Linked DNA regions of Xenopus laevis: region 1 is linked to region 2. The links are chromatin contacts, called in public Hi-C maps. All regions are on one chromosome and are shown on one strand. Each heading gives the region's core, a stretch centred on a gene start, on an enhancer-like site or on the middle of the called end of the contact. The rest is flanking DNA. Distances are from core to core; before and after follow the strand shown. Region 1 holds the start of osr2.L (odd-skipped related transciption factor 2 L homeolog). Region 2 overlaps vps13b.L (vacuolar protein sorting-associated protein 13B).

Region 1 (5,285 bases), core at 2,661-5,160, 640 kb after region 2:
TCTAAACAAATCCACTTTAGACCCAGATCCATTCCAGATGGTCAAATACTAGAAAAACCCACCCAGAAGGGCCCCTCGCTGATCTGCACATCGGGCAAACTGCTGCCATCCCTGGGGCGCTGACCCCGCCGCTAACTGAGCTGATTGCCCTAATGGATTTCCCGCAGACGCTTCTGTAACAGTGTGAGTTTCCCGCAATGATACAATGTAGCCGCCCCAGTGATACAAATAATTGTACAATGTTCTTATCTCACTGCGACACCATTTATCTACCCCAGTGATATAATATGCCCCTGCCAATGATACAATTCTCCTAGGCCAGTGATACAGTCTATCGACCCATCGCATACATGTGCCTAAAATAAATCTTCCCCCGGTAATATAATATATTTGCCCCTGTGATACTTCAACGTAACTCCCTCCCAATGACCCGAATTTACAGGAGTTCACAGCCTCCAAAACACAGAACTCCACGTTAACACTAGAAAATCCATGTAAAAGAGCTTGCACTTTAATCGCAATTAAATTGCAGCCCTGTCGCAGGTATTTATTACATCTCTAACCTTAACATGGGCACATAGGCTCGGCCATTGAGTTGTTTCACTGCTGTTTAGTCAATGGAGGAGACGGAACCCCAGGGGTTCTCATTATTATTCTATAAACCACATTCACTCTCCTATGTGACAGTTGTGAATTGAGGCCAGTGGATATTGGCATTTATAGTTCGCTGGCCCTGGGCACATTGGGTTTGGCAGCTGTAAAGACTGGTATAAATAAGTCGGTGAACACAGCAAGGAGATGCCCTTTGATTTACATTGATTTATGTCCTTATAATGTTTTTGTACTGGGTTCTGTATGGTGTCAGGGTGATTTTATACCCGAGGGTGGGGGTACGGGCACGAATTCTCCATATATAGATACAGAATATACACACTTGCACAATGTATAGGCTTCACACCACAACACACACACTAAACCCATTTATACACTACTGCACCACAACACATGCAATATAAGGCTGGACTACACTATTCAAATATATACTGAGTGCACTAACACCCCACAGCGCTCTAACACAATACACAGGCTGTACATCACACATATACAACACTAGTCTGGCATAATATCCAGCCTTTATATCTCATTCCAATATACTCACTTGCACAACACACAATACTAGCAATGTATACACAAAAAAAAAAACAATAGACAGGTTGTGTGTATATCAGTAGCACAATAACCTGTACACAACTACTACCCCCCAATACACATACACCACTAGGACTGTGTATCACTACTATAACACTAAGCCCTGACAACACAAAACTAACAGATTTTAACAGAACTTTTACCTTTATTCGTCTTATTTATGTAGGAATCAGTAATGGAAGAATAAAGTTAAAGTTTTGCCTACATTAATATATTAAAATATCAAAATAATGCTGCTAAAATCCCACGATTTCGAATTGCATTAGAGTCCAACTATCGCCAACAATTCTGTAATTATTATATTGCTAATTAATTATATTGTTATTTTTTTTTTTTTTTGTAGGTGTATTTGTTCTTTGTTTTATAATGTTGTTGTGTATTCCGATCGGGCAGATAGGAGAGATTTATAGCAAATTAAAAATATTTACAAATATCTCATCCCCAATAAATACAATATTAATTGGATACCCTGGCACTATAATTAAATAGTGGATGAAATATTAGGATTTTGGATTAAATATTGGATCAACAATTAAAAGTATTTCTCCGAAATCAGATACAATTAAAATATTTAGTCGGCTAATGTTATTGTACTAGTTTAATACACATAATAAATAATAATAAATAAGCACAGACAATTACTAAATCAATTATAGAAACTTAGTAAATCCATTTGCCTTTCTTTTATTTTAATAATTACCTGTGGCATAATTACTACCCTATCAGACCAAGGCAAAGCTTTTCCTTATTCTTATTTTAACATAATTTGCAAGAAATTCTTAATTTCTGCCCCTGTCCTTAGAAATGATTTCTAATGGTTTGTGATAGAGAAACAAGTAGAAAATGAAGATAATTAGGTTTGTTAGAACAGACAGGTGACTGGTGAAGGTGTGATGGGGCTGACAGTTGCGTCTGGCACCCAAACTGGCAAATGTATAAAAGTCTCCTTTGTATAAATATATGGCTGTGCAGAAGATGTTGTTTGCACTGTACAGGATCCCTAGATGAACAGCAGTCCCAAGTTAATTAAATTAAATTATCTTTATCGATATGTCTGCACAGTCCCATTCACTCTTGTATTTGCCACTACTCGCTCCTACTATAGACTGCTGCATTCAGACAATGAGTATTCAGTACAGACTGAGATCTAATCCATATTGTGCAGGAAAAACTTGTTATGGGATATTAGCACTTGTGCCCCCTCCGCTGAGAGCCGACCCTAAAGCACAGGCAGATGAGCGAGGAAATAATGAAGAAGTCGCGGCTACTCTCGTCTAGTTGCGTCGCATGCAGCGACAAGCACATCCCCTGCAACTAAATACTTGTCTGAAGAGAGATGGAATATCATCAGCCCACTGAGGCCGGGGTGGGAAAGGATTTCGGAATCGTTTCCTATTAAGAATCTGGGGTCCAGCAAAGCTCCTGTTATGTAAAGCGAAACCCGCACATGTAACAAAACAGAATTCCGACTGTGCGTCTCTTATATATTCAGCAGATTTACTCACTATATCAGGATTATTGTTACACCCTATGCCCTGTTCTTGATCACACGTGTGTATTCACTAACTCACACCCGCACGCAAACTTACCGGCACTTTTACCGCACACTCGTATATACTCGCCTAAACATGAACACACACTAATACACACACATGCACACACAGTAATACACACACTAACACACGCAGTAATACACACAGTAATACACATACTAACACACGCAGTAATACACACACTAACACACACACACTAACACGCACACTAATACACACACACTAACACACACACATGCACACACAGTAATACACACAACACTAATACACACACAGTAATACAAACACTAACACACAGACAGTAATCCACATAACACTAATACACACACAGTAATACACACACAGACAGTAATATACACACATGCACACACACTAATACACACACACACTAACACACAGTAATACATACAGTAATACACACACATGCACACACACACACTAATACATAAATTAATACACACACGAAGACACACACACATGCACACAGTAATATACACACTAATACACACTAATACACACACGAGACACACTAATACACACATGCACACCATGAAACACCAAAAGCACACACACCTATACTCTTCAGTAAATACCAGTTTGCTCTAACACACACACACTCACACACACAGGAACACACACTCCCTCTTACACACTCATACACAAGTTCAGATTCCACAGGTCACTCTGTGACACACAGGTACATTGCACATAACAAATACACACGCTGTTGTGCACTATAGACACACACTAATATACACATACACTAATACACACTAATACACACAGACAGACAGACAGTGAAAGTAAAGTCGCAGTAGAAGAGTTGCGATTATGAAGGAAGGATCTGGGGGAACCTACCACAGGGGTTTGATGACAGGAGACGTGTTTAATCCAAAATGTCCACAACTGACCCCCAATTTCTGTTCCTTTTCATTAGATCCAAGCAATGGGCCCACCATGGAGACTCAGCACAGCTTCCCTTGTCTTGGCCGGCCGGTACGATTCATGCTGTAGGGGTGAGTACTGGCTTCAGCTTTACTGGGTGTCAGTCCTGGGCGCTGCAGGGTTACAGCTCTGTCCCTTTGCCTCTCACTTTCCCTCTCTCTCTCCTGCTTCTTCCCTTACAAAGTTTAGTGCAACTCTGAGAGCAGCCTCTGAGATCCATCACATTTCAGCTCTCTGAGCCTTGCACTTTTAGCCACGCCTTCCACTGTGACGGCCCCTCCCACCGGTGGGAAGGTTTTTACAGTTGCAGCAGTCTATCCCCTCCCTCTGACTCGCCATAGCCACTCCCCTTTATCCTCTGCTCCCTCTTCTCTGCGCTGAATGTTTACTTGTGTTTGGCTAGCAACTGCATTTAAAGGGGAAATACTCCTTTCCACCCCGCTCTACCTAAAGTGCCCTTTTTCTTTCCAAAATCCACCTCCATAGTGTTTCTATTAATAAAAGCTCTGCACCAGGAATATTTCCTGGGCGAGGCTCTTTATAAATAAACGTAAAATATACTTCATTAAACCCTGGGAGGAGGGAAGACCTGGAGGAGATGGTTGTTTTATGAAACTGCAGTTTTTATTTCATAAACTTCATTTTTTTCCATAGATATGTAACAAGCCAAACAACTCTGCCTCTTTAATGAATGAGACTAATTATAGATTCATTGTTGCACTTTTTATTGTGTCTCCCAATATAAGCGATTAATTGCTGCACTTTCCCCTATGGATTATTTCTCACATATTATTTATAAGGAGGGGGCAGGGATTATTTAGAGACTACACTCCTGTATAATCCATCAATAATCAGCCTCTAACTGTCACAAATGAGTCGAAAAAGAGATACAACGGGTTAATGTCTTTCCCCAGATAATGCAATGAAATATCTCCTATTTTAACCACTGTAACCGCATCAAACTAAAAACATTTGTTTCCCCAGGATTAGTCAGCTTGTTTTTTTTATATCTATCTATGTCTTTAGCAGGTCAATTAATATATATATAGTCATCTATCTATTTATATATAAGTGTCAGAAAATTGTTTGTTCGCCTTTGTAAAAATAAGTAGGAAATTATAATTTACATGTAACTCATTTGTTCTTATTCACCAACACACGAAACAGCAAAACGCGGTCGCAAAATAAAAAACAGCCACGAAAACGCTTCACAGGCGAATATTTCGTATTTGTAAATAAGATATTTTTTTTTTTACAGCCTCGTAAATATATTCATAATTATGGGCTCGTGGATTGATCAAGGCTTTAGGAATGGAGGTTTCATAGGTCATATTTGTAAATGGAAAACCCACGAGCATTTGTCAAAAAAAAAAAAACTAACTAAAGATGTTAAAAAAAACCTCTGACACTTTTATCATGAAAAAAAGGTATTTTTTTCTATTTTAATCTCGCGAATTTTAATTATTCGCGTATTAATTTTAATAGTTTGAGTTCGTTTACCAGTAAAAGCTGCGGCGATGTCATTGGGTGTATTTGTGTAACTGTTATGTACAGAGACTACACAAAAAATACTAATTG
Region 2 (4,723 bases), core at 429-2,928:
TCTTACATTAACATTATACATACAGCTTGTCAGACTATGCACTTAAAGGAGAACTAAACCCTATAAATGAATATAGCTAAAAAGGTCATATTTTATATAATGAACTTATTGCACCAGCCTAAAGTTTCAGCTTGTCAATAGCAGCAATGATCCAGGACTTCAGACTTGTCACAGGGGGTCACCATCTTGGAAAGTGTCTGTGACAATCACATGCTCAGTGGGCTCTGAGCAGCTGTTGAGAAGCTAAGCTTAGGGGTCGCCACTAATTATCCAGCAGAAAATGAGGTTTGTCTGTAATATAAGCTGATGCTACAGGGCTGATTATTAAATTCTGATGCTAATTGCACTGGTTTCTGTGCTGCCATGTAGTAATTATCTGTATTAATTACTAATCAGCCTTTTATTGTGACATTTCTATTCTATGTGTACTGTATATTGTGAGTGGGTCCCTAAGCTCAGTAAGTGACAGCAGCACAGAGCTTGTGCAGTGAATCAGCAGAAAAGAAGATGGGGAGCTACTGGGGCATCTTTGGAGACACAGATCTTTACTGCTAAAGGACTGTGTTGCCTTGGGATGGTACAGAAGCCCCATAACAACATAATGTACAGCATTTCTAGCTACTTCTTTAGTTAAGTTGTAGTTCTTCTTTAAAACACAAGGTCCCTTAGGTCAGTTTTATCAGGATCTAATCAAGCAGCCTTGAAACAGGAGAACCTGGAGAAACCCGTGCAGACATGGGGATAACATACAAACTCCCAGCAGATACTGCTCTGAATGGAATCAGGCCTAGTAGCCTAATGCTGGGGGCAACAGCCCAAAACATAATGTACAACATTTCTAGCTACTTCTTTAGTTAGGCTTTAGTTTTTCTTTAAACCTCTCTGTTTCTGTCACAGATAGGACCACCTAATTATGTGCTAGTAAAAATGTCAGTGCACTGATGGGGGACACCAGTCCATAGTCTATCTTCAGCTTGCCACTCTCTAGCTGTGTTTGGACTGTACCATGTCCTGGGATATGTAGTTTATAACATTGAAATAATTCATTGAGCCTACCCACATGTATTGAGACAGCCTGAGTACAAGGTAGAAACAATCTTGTTGTAAGATCCCAGAAACTAAAATCCATAAAATTGACCTTATTAACCAATAAACATTCCCTCTGACTGAGCCTCATCCATTTCCATGAGAGCGAGGGAGTGCATGCTGGGATTTAAAGGGTAAAGCAAAGTTTCTCTATGTTCCTGCATAACAAAGTGCTCCTTTCCTGGCAGCCGGTGGGTACAAATAACTGGGTACTGGGCACACGTAGCCTCAGACTGTCAGTGAAAGACATGGGCCATGTAAATGTTTATGCCACGGTTCCCTGCAGAACAAACCAAAGAGAACTGATTAGCCGTCCCCTAGTACAGATAGGAGGGCTGCAGGGAAGCTTGTTTGTGTTTGAAAACCACTTGAGCGGAGAGCAAATGTCATGTAAACTCAGCCGAGGATCCTCATTTGGTAATGAGCTCCAGGGCAAAGTGACTCAGACTTGTGTGGTTAGAGCAGCTGCAGCTTTTAGTGGTGGACAAACATCCGAGCGCTTCTATGAAAATACCACAAAGGGGTCAGGGACCGACTTACCTAGAACAACCTGCACGGGGCCCGGCTGATGCTGAGCAGTGTTCTTTCCACCTTGGCGAGGCTCCAACACACAGTTAAATTAAAGACCTTTTAGCTAACACAGTAACTTGCACTGTTTAAGGCACTGCTCCTTCTGTAACCCTTTCTTAGTGACCCACATTGAGCCTGGAGAGTTGGCTTAGTATCAGATCAACAGCTAAACAGCAAGGGGATCCATTATGAGTCCCATAAAAGATTCACTGGTTTAGGGGCTGTTGGCCCCAACAGTAAGAAATTAGGCTTCCTATTTATTTCAGTATTATCTGTTTTTTATGTGGCATTGACATATTCTGCAGCTGGAACTTAAAGGAGAACTAAACCCTAAAAATGAATATGGCCAAAAATGCCATATTTTATACACTGAATTTTTTGAATCAGTGTAAAGTTTCAGCTTGTCAATAGCAGCAATGATCCAGGTCTTCAACCTTATCACAGGGGGTCACCATCTTGGAAAGTCTCTGTGACACTCACATGCTCAGTGGGCTCTGAGCAGCTGTTGAGAAGCTAAGCTTAGGGGTCGTCGCAAATTATCAAGCAGAAAATGAGGTTGGCCTCTAATAAAAGCTGATACTACAGGGCTGATTATTAAATTCTGATGCTAATTGCACTGGTTTCTGTGCTGCCATGTAGCAATTATCTGTATTAATTACTAATCAGCCTTATATTGTGACATTTCTATTCTATGTGTACTGTATATTGTGAGTGGGTCCCTAAGCTCAGTAAGTGACAACAGCACAGAGCATGTGCAGTGAATCAGCAGAAAAGAACATGGGGAGCTACTGGGGCATCTTTGGGGACACATATCTTTACTGCTAAAGGGCTCTGGTTGCCTTGGGCTGGTACAGAAGCCCAAAACATAATGTACAACATTTCTATTAGTTACGTTTTAGTTCTCATTTAAAACATAATGTTCTTTAGGTCAGTTTTATCAGGATCTAATCAAGCAGCCTCTAAGTTTTGGGTGGAAACAGGAAAACCTGGAGAAACCCGCGCAGACATGGGGAGAACATACAAACTCCTTGCAGATACTGCTCTGAATGCCTAATGCTGGGGGCAACAGTCCTAACCCTTGTACCACTGTGCTGTTCTATACGAGTTGCCCAGTATACTGTGGTGTATGCTGGATTTTCATTTGGAGGGGTTGAACTTGATGGATTTGTTAACTATGTAACTATGTAACTATGCATAGAGCCTGCTTGTAGGTCCGTATTGAAGGACACAATCCCCTTACTGTTCCTTGATTGGGGTTTCCTTTCCAGATTACCAGGATCATAAATATATTAAACCTGCATTCAGCCTGGCCCCAGAAGGGAACTACATTCTGGGACAAGTCCTGCTCATGTACACCCTGCTAACGGCAAAGGTTTGAAACCAGCACTTGTCTGAGGCCCATTGCTGAACCTTTCATTCTCCCTATCAACCTACCCAGCTTGATAAAGGGCCGTGATTAGGCCTGAAACGTTCCGAATCAGAAGCCATATGTTCAAATAAAGGCTTTTTAATGTAAATCTCCGCGTGAGTGGTGCTGTGTCATACACTGGATTCCTTTTAGTCTCCCAGCAATGATATCTGCTGGGGTTTGGCAAAATCTAAAGCTTTAGTGCCAAAAAGGAGTTTCCTTTAAACAAGTGAAATTACCGAGGAGGCTGAGGCCCAGACGGGACAGTCCCTGTTTCAGACCTTCCCCCAGGTTGTCAGGCAGTTGCCTCCTCCACTCTTCCTGACGGTTGTAATGTTCCTCGTCTAGAGACAGTCTGTCCATGTTCCTCGCCAGGCTGGTGGCCAGGTTAGTTAGGGATGTTAGTGTTCCTGCAGAGGAATGGAGAAATGTTAATGTGCCTGCAAATAACTGGGAACAAAATGGCCTAAATTGTAGTATTAATAAAATATAACACAATCTAAAGCTGGCCCACTAGGCCCCAGAACAAACCTTCTGCCAAGGTCTCCATTATCTCCTTGCTCAGGTCCTAGTCAATGCCATGTAGACAACAAGAGTTTAAATAAGGGGATACTGTAGTCTAACAGGCGGCATATCAACCAATCAGCTGATAGCCTTTCCTGCTCTGCAGTTTGAAGGCAAATATCTCATTGGTTGTTAGGACTGGGGCAAACTTTCTATTTGCTAACTGCTTGGCACATGGCCTGGTGAAAGGGGTGGTTCACCTTTAAGTTATCTTTTAGTATATTATAGAATGGCTAATTCTAAGCAACTTTTCAATTGGATTTCATTTCTTCTTTTTTATAGTTTCTGAATTATTTGTCGCCTTGTTCTGACTGTTTCTGGCTTTCAAATGGGAGTCACTGACCCAATCTAAAAAACAAATGCTCTTTAATGCTACACATGTATAGTTATTGTTACTTTTTATTACTCATGTTTCTATTCAGGGCCTCTCCTATTCATGTTCTAGTCGCTTATTCCAATCAGTGCATGGTTTCTAGGGTACTTTGGGCCATAGCAACCAGTCAGCTGAAATTGCAGGAGAGCTGCTGAATAAAAAGCTAAATAACTCAAAAACCCTAAATAATACCAATTGCAAATTGTCTCAGAATATCTCTCTCTACATCATAATAAAAGTATTTTAGTAGTTTTAAGGCCCTGGAACCTAGACTATCCCAGAGCCCCCCTGCTTAATTGGGGGTTATGGCCTTGGACCCTGGGGGTTTAGGCATTAATATTGGCTGCAGCACTATTACACCTTTGCAGTCTCAGACATGGCAAGGGAAGTGTTAACTGTTTGAGCACAATGTCTCAGAAATATCAATGTTATCCCTGTTAATATTATTATACCAATAAGAGAAACCATGGATCCTTTAGAGGCAATAATTGTCAAGTTTAGACATGATTTCTTTTTTTCTCTGTAATAATAACTTATTGGGTTTATTTAATGTTTCAATAATTTTTTTGTTGAGATAAAGCATGAAGATCCAAATTATGGAAAGATCCTTTATCCGGAAGACCCCAAGTTTTGAGCACTGTGGATAACAGGTCCTATACCTGTAATGTCATGAAGCCATCAGACAATGGCACTCTCTTTCCACTAGATGTCAGTGTTTGTGT

The links. A called contact is a pair of places that touch in the nucleus more often than the background predicts.
Region 1: a contact with region 2 is called in a Hi-C map of the XTC cell line, with 3 times the contacts expected there. The contact joins the promoter of osr2.L here to the enhancer-like site in region 2. A contact is called at or near these places in 2 of 4 Hi-C or Micro-C datasets (the XL177 cell line and the XTC cell line).

What each region holds. Positions count from the first base shown.
Region 1 is chr6L:139,126,424-139,131,708 of Xenopus_laevis_v10.1, forward strand. It overlaps osr2.L (odd-skipped related transciption factor 2 L homeolog), which reads right to left and starts at 3,911. Exons shown (of 4, transcript NM_001096884.1): 1 at 3,621-3,911.
Region 2 is chr6L:138,490,238-138,494,960 of Xenopus_laevis_v10.1, forward strand. It overlaps vps13b.L (vacuolar protein sorting-associated protein 13B), which reads right to left. Exons shown (of 62, transcript XM_018268145.1): 58 at 3,304-3,474. Among protein-coding and RNA genes, the nearest start is that of LOC108719345, 21 kb to the left of the region's middle. Within about 2 kb of position 1,679, at least 1 of the 7 cell types and tissues checked has an H3K27ac peak or open chromatin away from gene starts, as enhancers often do.